2 separate regions of the Mus musculus genome follow, and region 2 is linked to region 1. A link is a contact called in public Micro-C data. All regions are on one chromosome and are shown on one strand. Each heading gives the region's core, a stretch centred on a gene start, on an enhancer-like site or on the middle of the called end of the contact. The rest is flanking DNA. Distances are from core to core; before and after follow the strand shown.

The links. Hi-C and Micro-C count contacts between places; a contact is called where the count stands out from the background.
Region 2: a contact with region 1 is called in a Micro-C map of muscle stem cells, with 5 times the contacts expected there. The contact joins the promoter of Klhl40 here to the promoter of Nktr in region 1. A contact is called at or near these places in 1 of 39 promoter capture datasets (hippocampal neurons), 7 of 484 Hi-C or Micro-C datasets (B cells, cardiomyocytes, embryonic stem cells and 3 more), 13 of 115 datasets of contacts at active chromatin or transcription factors (CD8 T cells, embryonic stem cells, epiblast stem cells and 6 more) and 3 of 9 other capture datasets (adipose tissue, liver and pancreatic islet).

What each region holds. Positions count from the first base shown.
Region 1 is chr9:121,714,978-121,721,444 of GRCm38.p6, forward strand. Nktr (natural killer tumor recognition sequence) reads left to right here and starts at 4,204. Exons shown (of 17, transcript NM_010918.2): 1 at 4,204-4,318; 2 at 4,482-4,568. The coding sequence starts at 4,511.
Region 2 is chr9:121,773,759-121,780,225 of GRCm38.p6, forward strand. Klhl40 (kelch-like 40) reads left to right here and starts at 3,849. Exons shown (of 6, transcript NM_028202.3): 1 at 3,849-5,169; 2 at 6,165-6,325. The coding sequence starts at 4,018.

The DNA.
Region 1 (6,467 bases), core at 2,954-5,453:
CCAGGTAGGGTTCCAAGATGTGAATTCCACCACACCTGAAACAGGAAGACTGGATTTAAACTTAAAAGGAGAAACTCAAATTCCCAGATGCAAACAGAGAAAGTTTTCATGAACTTGAAGTCTACACATCCGTTTCTCTCCCCTTCCCTTGTCTGTCCTCTTCTGCCTCTCTCCCCTTCTCCCTCTGTTTTCTGGTGTTGCAGATAGAACCCAGGGCATGTTTTGTTCCACTGAGCTACATCCCCAGCTTCTAGGGAATTCTGAGTGCAGAAGCACAAACTGAAGGAAGTAACCACGAAAAGTAGGATCAACTGACCACCAGAATAAGACACTTACCAGGGCTAGCTAGCCTTTGCAACAAACAGAGACCATTACAGAAAACCACAACTTGTCAAAACTCAGGGTTATAGAGTCCAGTCCCAACAGATCTACAAAACAATTGCACCTAAGCTCAGGGAATATTTCCTGTAGAGGGGGCAAAAAGATTGCAAGAGCCAGAGAATCAGGGAGTTTGCTGTGAGATTTTGTCTCCTAGTAATGTCAGAGGCTACACCCATAAGTTTCACCAACTTGAATGCTTAAACCATGAGCTGAGCAAGGACAATAGGGATACCAAACTGGAGGCCTCAACTCTACACAAAGAACTACTAGCAACTAAGGAGTGTTGAGAGTGGGAGAAACAGTCTTCCCCAGGGAACAGCAATTGGTCATCCAACACCAGTCCTGGAAACACACAAAGAACATGCAGCCTGAGCAGGTTGTGCTTAGCGGTGTATATTTATGTATAGATACATATAGACATGTAGACACGATGCATTTATCCCCCAAAATGAAACTAGTGTTTAAAGACTTACAGAAGTATTGTAATTCCTACAAACAATTTTCAGCTCTAGGAAGTAACATTTTCTTTCATTGATAACAGAATTTGTAAAAATGAAATAAAAACCTTTGACAGAAGACAGTCAAAAGCAATGAAAAGCCAGGGCCAAGACCATGAGAAAGTATTTGGTAGAGTATGTAACAAGAGTTATGTTCAGAACATGTATTTTCCTAATGAAACATTTATATCCTGATCTCTTCACATTTCATAGACCAGGGGCTGTATTTAAAAGGTGAACAAAATTCTGGTTGTGACAGAAAGGCCAAGACAGAAACAGTTGTCCCAACAGCACTGAATCCAAACCTACTAGGTTTGGTATTTATTTTTGTTTTTGTTTTTACTTCTTGCTTATTTTAAAACTTTGTGTATGCACTTTCATGAGTTTATGTGCACCATGTCTGTGCCTGGGAGGGCTAGAGCACTGCATCAGAATCTGGAGGTTAGAGGTGGTTGTGTGCCACTTGGTGTGGGTGCTAGAAACAATGTAAGTCCTTGTGATGGTTTGTATATCCTTGGACCAGGGAGTGGCACCATCTGAAGTTGTGGCCTTGTTGGAATAGGTGTGACCTGGTTGGAATGGGTGTGTCACTGTGGGTGTGGGTATAAGATCCTCACCCTAGCCGGGCGGTGGTGGCACACGCCTTTAATCCCAGCACTCGGGAGGCAGAGGCAGGCGGATTTCTGAGTTCGAGGCCAGCCGGGTCTACAGAGTGAGTTCCAGGACAGCCAGAGCTATACAGAGAAACCCTGTCTCGAAAAACAAAACAAAACAAAACAAAAACAACAACAAAAAAAAGATCCTCACCCTAGTTGCCTGGAAGTCAGTCTTCCACTAGCAGCCTTTGGATGAAGAAGTAGAACTCTCAGCTCTACCTGCACCATGCCTGCCTGGATACTGCCATGCACCCACTTTGATGATGATGGACTGAACTTCTGAATCTGTAAGCCAGCCCCAATTAAATGTTGTTTTATTAATACTTGCCTTGGTCATGGTGTCTGTTCACAGCAGTAAAACCCTAACTAATACAGTCCTCTGCAAGAACAGAAAGCACTCTTATTTTAAACACAGATTTGTGTTGGTACTATTTTTTTGAGTTACTTTATTGGGGTCTTAGATCTACTTCCCTTCCAACCCTTATTCCACCCTGATCTCTTCCAACTCCCCAACGCTAGGTAGGAAGGAAAGAAAGAGAGGAAATGAGGCACAGACCTCTTTAGATTATTTCCTGCTGACTGGGGATGTTGAGTTACTTGAGGCAAGTCCAATCTTCATGGTCAGGATATCTCCAATTTCTTCTCATCTCTTTGCTCACGAACACTTGGCAAAACTCCAGGAGAAGCAGCATTCCCAGAGCGCCCCACCTCATCTCAGGACTCTGGTTCATACCCTTGGAAGCATCCCTAGACTTCTGAATGTAAACTATCTACAGCTGGCAAAAGCATGCCCCTGCCAGTGCACTTGGCAAATCATAATCACCTGCTGTGGAGTAGTCTCTTATCCCACACCTGGGGTTAAATAAAGACATTCACACAATTATAACTGGGTTTTCTAAGAAACCAAAATTCTCACTATAGAGTCTCTCTTTGTGGTCTTTCCTGGAACTCTCTGTGTAGACAGACTGGCCTTTGAGTCACAAAGAGCAACCTGTCTTTGCCTACTAAGTGCTGGGTGCTGTGATTAAAGGTGCGTGCCACTATACCCATCGTAAGTGAGGACTCAACAGCTGAGCCATCTCTCCAAACACAGAGACAACATAGTAGAACCGATTTAAGCTTATCCCGGCTTATAAATAAATGAGTGGAGGGTAACTCCTAATGTACTCTTCTAACTGCTGTCCTGGCTACCTCCCTTGGGTGTACCCCAGATATGGACTGTTTTTTCTGGCTGTGTGCTCATCCTTTGCCTCCCCCCATGGGGGCTTCCTCTCTCCCATTCCTCCTTCTACACTTGGTCTCTCTTTTCTCCTTACTCTTCCCACCCAGGTAACTCAAAATCCACCTACCTCGAATCCCTCCAGTAATTGGCTGTAGCCAATTTTATTTAACCAACAGTTTTAAATTAAGGAACAAGGTACAAAAGCTTGGAAAGACGGTAAGTCACTCGTAGGTTTAGGTTTTTGGATATGGAATTTTGCTTTATGTAACAGACCCAACCTCAACACTGATTGTGATTAAAATTTTCTACAACAGCACATTTTTTAAAAAAGATTTATTTATTATATGTAAGTACACTGTAGCTGTCTTCAGACACTCCAGAAGAGGGCATCAGATTTCATTATGGATGGTTGTGAGCCACCATGTGGTTGCTGGGATTTGAACTCGGGACCTTCAGAAGAGCAGTCGGCGCTCTTAACCACTGAGCCATCTCGCCAGCCCCAACAGCACATTCTTATTGTGTACCTTTTGTTTTGAGACAGGATCTACCTAGCCCTGACTGGCCAGGAAGACAATATGTAGAACTGACTGACCTCAGACTGAGAGCCACCTACCTCTGCCTCTCGAGCCGCTGGGATTAAAGGCTGTGTATTATTGCTCACAGACTTTCCTTTTGTAAGGTTTTACTTTCTGTTTTGCCTGCATGTATGTCTGGGCACCATGTGCATGCTTGGTGTCCACGGAGGTCAGGGGAGCGCGATGGAAACCCTGAAACGAGATGGTTGTAAGCCACCATGCGGTTATTGAGCTGGGCTTTGAACCAGGTCCAATGCAAAAGCGGCCTCTAGACCATCTTAACTGCTAGACCATCGCTCCTGTCAACTGGTTTGGTTTCTTCACAGGTCTCAGGTATCTCAGGCTGACCTTGAACTTCTGAATCTCCTGCCTTTACCCACCAAGCGCTGGTGCGCAGGTGTAAACGCTACGGTTTGTGTTTTGCTTCGGGGTTTTGTTGTTGCCTTGATTTTTGTTTCCTTTCGTTGTATTTCTGAGAAAGCCTCAAGTGACCCAGGCTGGCCTCGAGCCGGCGGCCAGCCTCGTCTCACCCTGGCGGGCAAGGGAGGCACATCTGGCTCCATCTGGTCCTCGATTCTTTTAACGCGAGACAAACAGCGTGACCGCATCAACCACGAGAGAGAACAGGTCACCCGCCACGTCGGCCGGAAGCCTGGGATTCACCCTGCGTTCATCCACTGGCCACGCAATCAGAAATCTCGCGGTGCTGCATGAGTGAGCCGTGGTTGACAGCTCGCACACGTCTGCGCACTCGGGATTGGACAGGGGATCCTGAGGGGCGGGGCACGAGAGCCCTGGCGCGGACCGCCTACTCCGACCCCACACCCCGCTCGGCGGCGAGACGAACTCTCGCGACGCTTGCGTCCGGCCTCGCGAGCTCTGGCGTGGCGCTCGCCGGCTGGCCCTCACGGGGAAGAGGTGGCGTTCCGTTGGTGACGTTAGGCTCCGGCGGCGCCGGCAGGGCGTTCTCCGGAGCTGTGCGGCCAGGTGAGAAGCTCGACGGGAGCGCGGGTAGCCGCGGCTGGGGTGGGCGGGCGGGCGGGTGGGCAGGGTGGGGCGGCCTCTCGTCGGCCGCGTCCCTGTCAGGCGGGCCGGGCCCCGCCCCGCCCGGCCGCCCGCCTGCCCTCAGCGCCCTCCTCCCTGTCCGCAGCTCGCCGCCGTCCCGCTGCTGCGCTCGCGATGGGCGCCCAGGACCGGCCGCAGTGTCACTTCGACATCGAGATCAACCGGGAACCGGGTGAGCGGGGCGGGCCCCTCTGTGGGCCCGGGTCGGGGTGGAAGTGGACGCGGCGGAGCCGGAGCCGGAGCCGGGCGGGGGCGGGGCGGGGCGGGCTCGGCCGGCCAGAGCTGCGGAGCCGCCGCGGTCACGAGCCGGCCAGCTGCCCTCCGCTGTCCCTCGGGAGCCTTCCCGAGAATGTACTGGCTCCGGGAGACGTGGCTGGAGAGGAGAGACTGAAGGGCTTGTGCGGGTTCTGTAGCCCCGGGATTGCTCCTAGGCTGCGGCCGCGATGTTTGGTTTTTTTTTTTTTTTTTTTGGAAGTCCAGTGTGCAGCCATTCATTAATCCCGAGGCGTCGACGTCTCTGTGTGCAGAGAGGTGGCTGCTGCACACATCGGTGCGCACACATGTAAAGGTCGCGTGTGTATCGAGCAGGAACATGTGTACGGATGCGCGGTTCTCAACCGACAGGGATCTTAACTGGAGGTGTGTGGTGTGCGCCACGTCTTAGGTCGCAGTGGACTCGCAGGAGAGCTGCTTGTCCTGGGCTCTGGAAGGGCAGCAGTGACTAAAGCAGGGCTGCTGCTTCTTTTATGTTGACGTCCTGGGGGAAAGAGGCAGGAAGTGAAGGGGTAAAAACCGCATTCCCTCCAGTAGTGCTGTTTTAGTCAGGCGGTGAGCGAGAAAGGCCATCTTGAGAAGATGACATTTGAGTAGGTGCGAAGCCGAACCTGTGGAGGGACGCCTTTGAGAACTGTGCTTGGTAGTGGCAGCCAACGGTTAGCTTGGGTTCTGAGACAGCGCTTGTGTTTCTTGAGGGAAAGCGAAGGTCCCGGTCTGGCTGGAGTAGAGGGAACAGAATAAGGAAAACTCAGGCTCTAGGATAAAAGGAAGACGGTGACGGTTCTGAACAAAGGATTGGAGCGATCTTAAACGTTCTGTTTTTCTCATCTAACATTTCGACCCTGACTGTAGCTGCAGTTTATTTAGCATTTACCAAACTTACTCTGGAGATTTTTCACGGATTTTTTTTTTTTTTTTGCAAAACTAATGTATTAACATACTCAGAAAGTAATAGGAATATAACTGGGAAGTATTTTCCTCGAATAACCAAGGACCTGACTTTGATCCCCAACACCACAGATGGATGTCAGTCTTGAAAAGAATGTACTTAACATGGCTATACATCTTCGTTTAATGTCTTTTTTTTTTCAGGCGTCTTCTATTTTTAACCTTTTAAATTTTGTTTTGTTTTTGTATTTCAAGACAGGGTTTTTCTGTGTAGACCAGGCTGTCGTAGAACTCAAAGAGAACCGAGTGCTGGGATAAAAGGTGTCCACCACTATTGCCCCACTTATTTTTAAGAATCAGCCAGAAGCAGTGGGAGAGTGCTTGTCTGGGAAGAGTGCTTGCCTGTTGTATTGTTGGCTCCAAGTTCAATTTCCAGCGTCACAAATAAAAGTATCTGATTTAGATTTACTTTGATAAGCAGAGGTGATGCAGAAATCAAGATGTACTGTTAAGGATTAAGTATGTACTTTCAGTTACCATGAGTACAAATACAAAACAGATTTTCTTTTGAATTATAAAACTGTTGGATGACTGCAAATGCAGATTTAAAAGGGGGACAACCTTTACATTGTATAACAGGTTTCCTGTATGAATCCAGTAAATTGTTCCTATTGGAAGTCATTCTGTTGTTATCCTGTAATATTTGGTGGTTATTAAGGTTCTTAACATAGGCTCTAATTTCTTTGATTAATACAGGATTATTCATTCACATGTATGTTATTTAATTGATTTATTATTGGTGGTTTGTGGCTTTTAAGAAGCTGATGTATTTATTTATCTAACTTGTCAGGTTTATGTGCTAGGATTGTTTTCCTAGTATGTAGTGATAGCTGATCTTTCACCCCTG
Region 2 (6,467 bases), core at 2,599-5,098, 58 kb after region 1:
AGAAATTTTTAACTTCCAAGACTGAACTTTCTAAACACAAATTCCACATCATTTCATCTCCAGAACCCTGGCCACTGTCTTTCTGCTCTGAGAACTAACAGTGCTCAGGAGCCTTATACAAATGAGGCTGCACAGTATTTATTTCATAGATGCCTTATTTCAGTGTCATCAAGGTTGATCCATGTTGTAGCAGATGTCAGAATTCCCTTCCTTTTAAAGAGCAAATAAGCCGGGTGTGGTGGCACATGCCTTTAATCCCAGCACTTGGGAGGCAGAGGCAGACAGATTTCTGATTTTCAAGGTTAGCTTGGTCTACAGAGTGAGTTCCAGGACAGCCAGGCTACACAGAGAAACCCTGTCTCAAAAAAACAAAACAAAACAAAACAAAACAAAACAAAACAAAACAAAAAAAGCAATAAAGGGCAAACAAAATTCCATACATATATATATATATAAGTTTATGTGTATATAAAATTATATAATTACACATATATAATTTTTATGTATATATAAAATTATATATATATAATTTTTTAATTTGGTGTGAATGTGTCCACTGCATGCATGAGGGATACAGTTGTTTTCTTGTCATGTGGTTCCAAGGAGCCAACTCTGGTCATCAGACACTTTTGTCCACTGAGCCATCTTGCCTCTTCTGATTTGTCTTAACTAATTTTAGGGGTTTTCAGCAATTTTTGCTTAGCTTACCTTTAGACCTGACTCTCTTTCTCCTCTCTGTCTCTCTCTCTCAGTCTCTCCATCTCTTCCTCTGCCTCTCTCTCTCTCTGCCTTTCTCTGTTTGTGTCTCTGTTTGTCTTTGTCTCTCTTTGTCTGTCTCTGTCTCTTTCAGTCTGTCTCTGTGTGTCTGTCTGTGTCTCTGCCTCTCTGTGTGTCTCTGTCTCTCTTCTCTCTGTCTCTGTCTCTGTCTCTCTGTCTCTGTCTCTCTCTCTGTCTCTCTCTCTGTCTCTCTGTCTCTGTCTCTCTGTCTCTCTCTGTCTCTGTCTCTGTCTCTCTGTCTCTCTGTCTCTGTCTCTGTCTCTCTGTCTCTCTCTGTCTGTCTCTCTCTGTCTGTCTCTCTCTCTGTCTCTCTCTCTCTCTCTCTGGGTTAGGATACAGTGCAGCTGTTGCCTCATGGGCCTGAGACCCTCTTTGTAACTGTAGACGTTCCTCATCGTAACACCTCATTGTTGCCTGGAAGGGGAGGGGTCTCGGCGTCTTCCCTGCAGTGGGGTTATTCTCTCACTTCTTTTTTCTTTTTTCTTTTTGGCTTTTTGGCTTCTTGGCTTATTTCGAGACACAGTTTCTCTGTGTAGCCCTGGCTGTCCTGGAACTCACTCTGTAGACCAAGCTGTCCTTGAACACAGAGATCCTCCTGGCTCTGCCTTCTAAGTGCTAGGATCATGGTGTGCGCCATGACTGCCGGGCTGTTCTCTCCCACTTACCAGGGCCACTCAGGAAGCTTTTTCCCTTGTTGGGGTATCTTCTCAGGTCTATAATTCCCACTTGCCTTTCCTGTATCACTTCTATTTCTTCAGTGAGATGTTTCTGCTCTGAGAAATTTAAGAGAACTTTTAATAGATTGAAACATTTTGTGATTGTAGCTTTCAAATCCTTTCCAGACTATTCTAGCATTTAATGCTCCTCGTGGTCTTTATGGTCTCTTATTGTAAGAAGTGGTCAGATTAAGCTTCTTGCTCGTGGTCTTTGTTAAATTGTTTTTTCCCCAGTCCGGGGACAAGTCCTTTGGTCTAAGCTCCCTCCAGTCTGGCCCTGGTCTGTTTTTGCGAACTCAAGTTCAAAGGACAGTACAACTGTCAGAGGCTGTGCAGACCCCTCTCATCCTACTCTACCAGTGTGGCCTGGGACTCAGCATTCCCCGGGCCAACCTCCTTGGTGCCTCTGAGTGGGAGAATGAGTGTCAGGCCCAGTGTGCAAGGTTAATACACCCCTTGGATGCTTGCTGTTGGTGGGGCTTCTATTTCATCAGCCTGAGCAGTCCCTGCGTGGACTTGTGAGGCATGTGGGATTACTTTATGACAGGAATGAGCCTTCCTGCACTGCCTTGTTGCTAGGTAGGGTCAGGAACAGGCAGGCCTGGGTTGTCTTCTACTGGAGGCAGGGGTGGACCAACTCCACTGTTCTGCTGTGTTGTCATCTGTCGCTGCCCCTGGCTCCCCTGTCTGTAGCTCTCAGGATCACCTGCTGTACCACAGAGGTTCGGATGTGCTGCTCTCCCTCCGAGATGCCCACCGCAACAGACGTAAGCTCCACAGGGCCAGTATTCACAACTGACTCAAACGCCACTAAACTCTGTGTTAGCTCTAGTACACAGTAGGCTCTGAGTGGATGAACAAGCCACATTTAAACATACTGCTGGGAATCCTGCTAGGGAACGAGCGCTGTAGAATCCGTCATAAACCCAAAATATGACATGAAGTCATCTGGCAGTTATGAATTAATTTCTAGTCGCTGTCTTCTGCTCAGGTCCTTGGAAAGTGAGGCTGTGATCACAGACATTTTTTTGTTCACTTGGGGAGAGGTCCCCATGACGTCAGAAGTGGGCACATCTGCTCTGGCTCATGCAGGTAGCAGTCGTGTGACCCAGCGAATTGCTGGCAATGTTTCCTAGAAATGTCCCACTGTCCAGAACTGACATGGAAACCCTCCCAGCTTGCCCCAAGCTAGCCCTTGACGTTGCAGAAAGGTGGGCAGCACACCTCTGGAGCCTGTCCAGCTATGTGCCCCTCTAGGACCGAGTGACCGTCACCACTTAGGAAGGACAGGCAATAATGTTTCTGGAATCATAGAAGGGACGTGTGACTCAGTCCTCTCCCCCTGCCCCTGCTCCCCACTAGGTATTTTCTCCTATCCCCCCACAAGCCCAAGGTTATAAACAAGTGACTCAGAGGCATGGTTGGGGAGCGCCCGTTATGCCTCCTACCAGTGTCCCGGGGCTAAATTTAACCCACAGCTGCAGCTTTTGGCACTTGGAGAATTCGTTATTCTTGGAGTCTGAAGCCAATGTGCAGATTTGGGGAGTGGAGGGGTGGACAGGAGTCCAGAGCAAGGTGGGGGCTGAGACTGGGTATCCTGGCTCAACTCCTCAAACCCTCAAATCACAGACAGACAGACAATGACAGGGGCCCCAAGGCCAGGTAGAAACATGGTAAACCTCAAATGGACCAAGGACAATGGGAGAGAGTCCCTGAAGTTCCACCATTTGGACACTACCATTCAGAACACTGCTAGAATATTAGAGATTTGAAGGTCTAAACACCCCCAAATAGTAGAACCCTAGGAAATTAATTTTCTAGCAGGCTTGACCCCTTTGAGCCTAACCTGGAGCATGCTACCCCAGGGTCTCTGGCCCTCAGCAGAGTTGAGCTGAGACCCTTGGATTCTAGCTCCTCTCCCTCCTTGAATGGGAGAGGAAACTGAGGCCCAACAGAGAAACAGCTACCCTTATTGACTTAAGGAGTTTGTTTAAAGGAAGGTCTCTGAGTTTGGGCAGAGGAAACTCCTTCCCATTTTAGGAGTGATTGCCAAGGAAAAAGACATGTTCACCAAGCAGGACACCCAAACATGCTATAACCAGGAGTGGCCACATGAGATACGGTCTGTGAGGAAGGCTGTGAGCACTCAGGCCTGGAAGACAGTGGAAAGGAGAGGGAGTTGAGCCCTCTTCATAGGCAGCAGCATTTCTAGACTAAGGAATCCAGAGGCAACTGGGTTCTGGGTCGAGAGACCTTCCAGTTCTGGAAAGGCCCAGACACACCCCACCCTCGCCCCATGAGCCCCCATAGCTGACTCAAGGCTGCTCAGAGAGAAAGCCTCTGCCCAGCTGTCCTCTGTGCGTCATGTGCAGGAGGCCAGCAGCTCCTCTTACAGGTTCTGGGCATCCTCTATATATAGCCCAGGGCAGACAGCTGCGCAGTCAGTGCACAGCCCCACAAGACAGCAGAGGTGTGCAGGGCTGCCCTCGATACACAGACTTGCTGAGTTCCAGGGAGCCGCACCATGACGCTGGGCTTGGAGCAGGCGGAGGAACAGCGTCTGTACCAGCAGACGCTCCTGCAAGACGGCCTCAAGGACATGCTGGACCACGGCAAGTTCCTAGACTGTGTAGTGCGCGTGGGTGAGCGCGAGTTCCCGTGCCACCGCCTGGTGCTAGCCGCCTGTAGCCCCTACTTCCGCGCGCGCTTCCTGGCTGAGCCAGATAGCGCGGGAGAGGTACGCCTGGAGGAGGTGTCGCCAGACGTAGTGTCCCAGGTGCTGCACTACCTGTACACATCAGAGATCGCGCTGGATGAGGCAAGCGTGCAAGACCTGTTTGCCGCGGCGCATCGATTCCAGATCCCGTCCATCTTCACCATCTGCGTGTCGTTTCTGCAGAAGCGCCTGTGCTTGGCCAATTGCCTGGCTGTCTTCCGCCTCGGCCTCCTGCTGGACTGCGCGCGTCTGGCTGTGGCCGCGCGCGACTTCATCTGCGCGCGCTTCCCGCTGGTGGCGCGGGACAACGACTTCCTGGGACTCTCGGCTGACGAGCTGATCGCCATCATCTCCAGCGACGGCCTCAACGTAGAGAAGGAGGAGGCAGTGTTTGAGGCTGTGATGCGCTGGGCCAGCAGCGGAGATGCTGAGGCGCAGGCGGAGCGCCAGCGCGCGCTGCCCACGGTCTTCGAGAGCGTTCGCTGCCGCCTGCTGCCTCGTGCTTTCCTGGAGACTCGCGTGGAGCGCCACCCACTTGTGCGCTCCCAGCCCGAGCTGTTGCGCAAGGTGCAGATGGTGAAGGATGCACATGAGGGCCGCCTCACTACACTGCGCAAGAAGAAGAAGGAAAAGGGTGAGCAGACAGCTCGGGCCAAGGAGGCCAACCAGGGCACAGAAGACACCAAGGCTGAGGACGATGAGGAACGAGTACTGCCCGGGATCCTCAATGACACTCTGCGCTTCGGCATGTTCCTTCAGGATCTCATCTTCATGATCAGCGAGGAAGGCGCCGTGGCTTACGACCCAGCCGCCAACGAGTGCTACTGTGCATCCCTGTCCACCCAGATCCCCAAGAACCATGTCAGTCTGGTGACCAAGGAGAACCAAGTCTTCGTGGCCGGTGGCCTCTTCTACAATGAGGACAACAAGGAGGACCCTATGAGTGCTTACTTCCTGCAGGTGCCTGGCCAGTCTTGAGAGGAAGGGACTGGTGCTGGGTTCTGGGTACTAGGAGGCAACTTAGGGCCTGGGAAGGGCCTGTGTCTACCTGGGACTGTCATTGGATCTAGGACCTTTGATTGGCAGCCACTTGCTTGAAGTGGGAAGAGTTACAGCCAGTTTCCAAAGAGTCTGGTATCTGTGTTAGGCTCAGTGTACAACAAGCTGGGGAGCTGGAGGCCCCCTGGCCCAGCACAGGGGTTGGGGGCAGAGACATGGAGAAGAATCATAAGCAGAGCTTTGACAGAAGTGCCAGGTCAGGGGTGGGAGACAGATTATTACACAGAAAGCACCTTGCCTTCTCGTTTCCAGGGAAGGAAACTGAGTCTCAGCAGGGTCTGGGAGACAGGCAAGCAGGCCCAGGTTGAGGATGTGACTGTGGGACCTCAGAGGGAGGGAGAATCTACAGCCTGGTCCCATGGTTTTGAGCCTTGTCGGCTGGGTGAAATCTGGAGATATGAAGGGGGGGGGGGGGAGGGAGTTAGTAACCCAGGCTGGCGATCCTGTGACAGAGCAGAGCCAGGTGAGCAGTTATAGGCAGGCAGGAGCAAATGGGCAGCTGGAGGCCAAGGTCAAGTCCACAGGCCTCACAGCTGGAGGAGGAGAGGGGCAGCTCTCCCAAGCTGGCTGGGGGAAGTTTCAGAGGTTGCATAGTATCAAGTGTCCATCCACACAATGCAGCTGTTGGACAACTCTCCAAGGTGGGCTCTTTGTGCCTATAACCACTCGGTTAGGCAGATAAAAAGGGTGGCATGGAAGGCTATAGATTTTAAGGGACTTGGGGGGGGGCTGGCGGGGGGGGGAAGCCTTGAACAGTTGGTCACCAAAGATCCAAAGCCACAGGGGGACCTCCCTCTCAGAGGGGGAAACTTGGCTGATCTGGGCCAGGAGGTGAGCACAGGAGGTGAGCACAGGAGGCTCATGGTGGCTGACCCAAGGATACTGCCTGCCCACAGTTTGACCACTTGGACTCTGAGTGGCTGGGGATGCCGCCTCTCCCTTCACCTCGCTGCCTCTTCGGCCTGGGGGAGGCTCTCAACGCCATCTACGTGGTCGGCGGCCGGGAACTCAAGGACAGCGAAGACAGCCTGGACTCAGTCCTGTGCTACGACAGGCTGTGAGTGGGCAGGACGGGGCCACCTTAGGGGACAGGATGGTCTGGGGCAGGGGCCCTAGGGTGGTGCTGGGACCACAGCAGCAACCAGGAGGCCTGCAAGGGTGCACAGCCATTGGGTGAAGACCTGAAAATAATCCTTGAG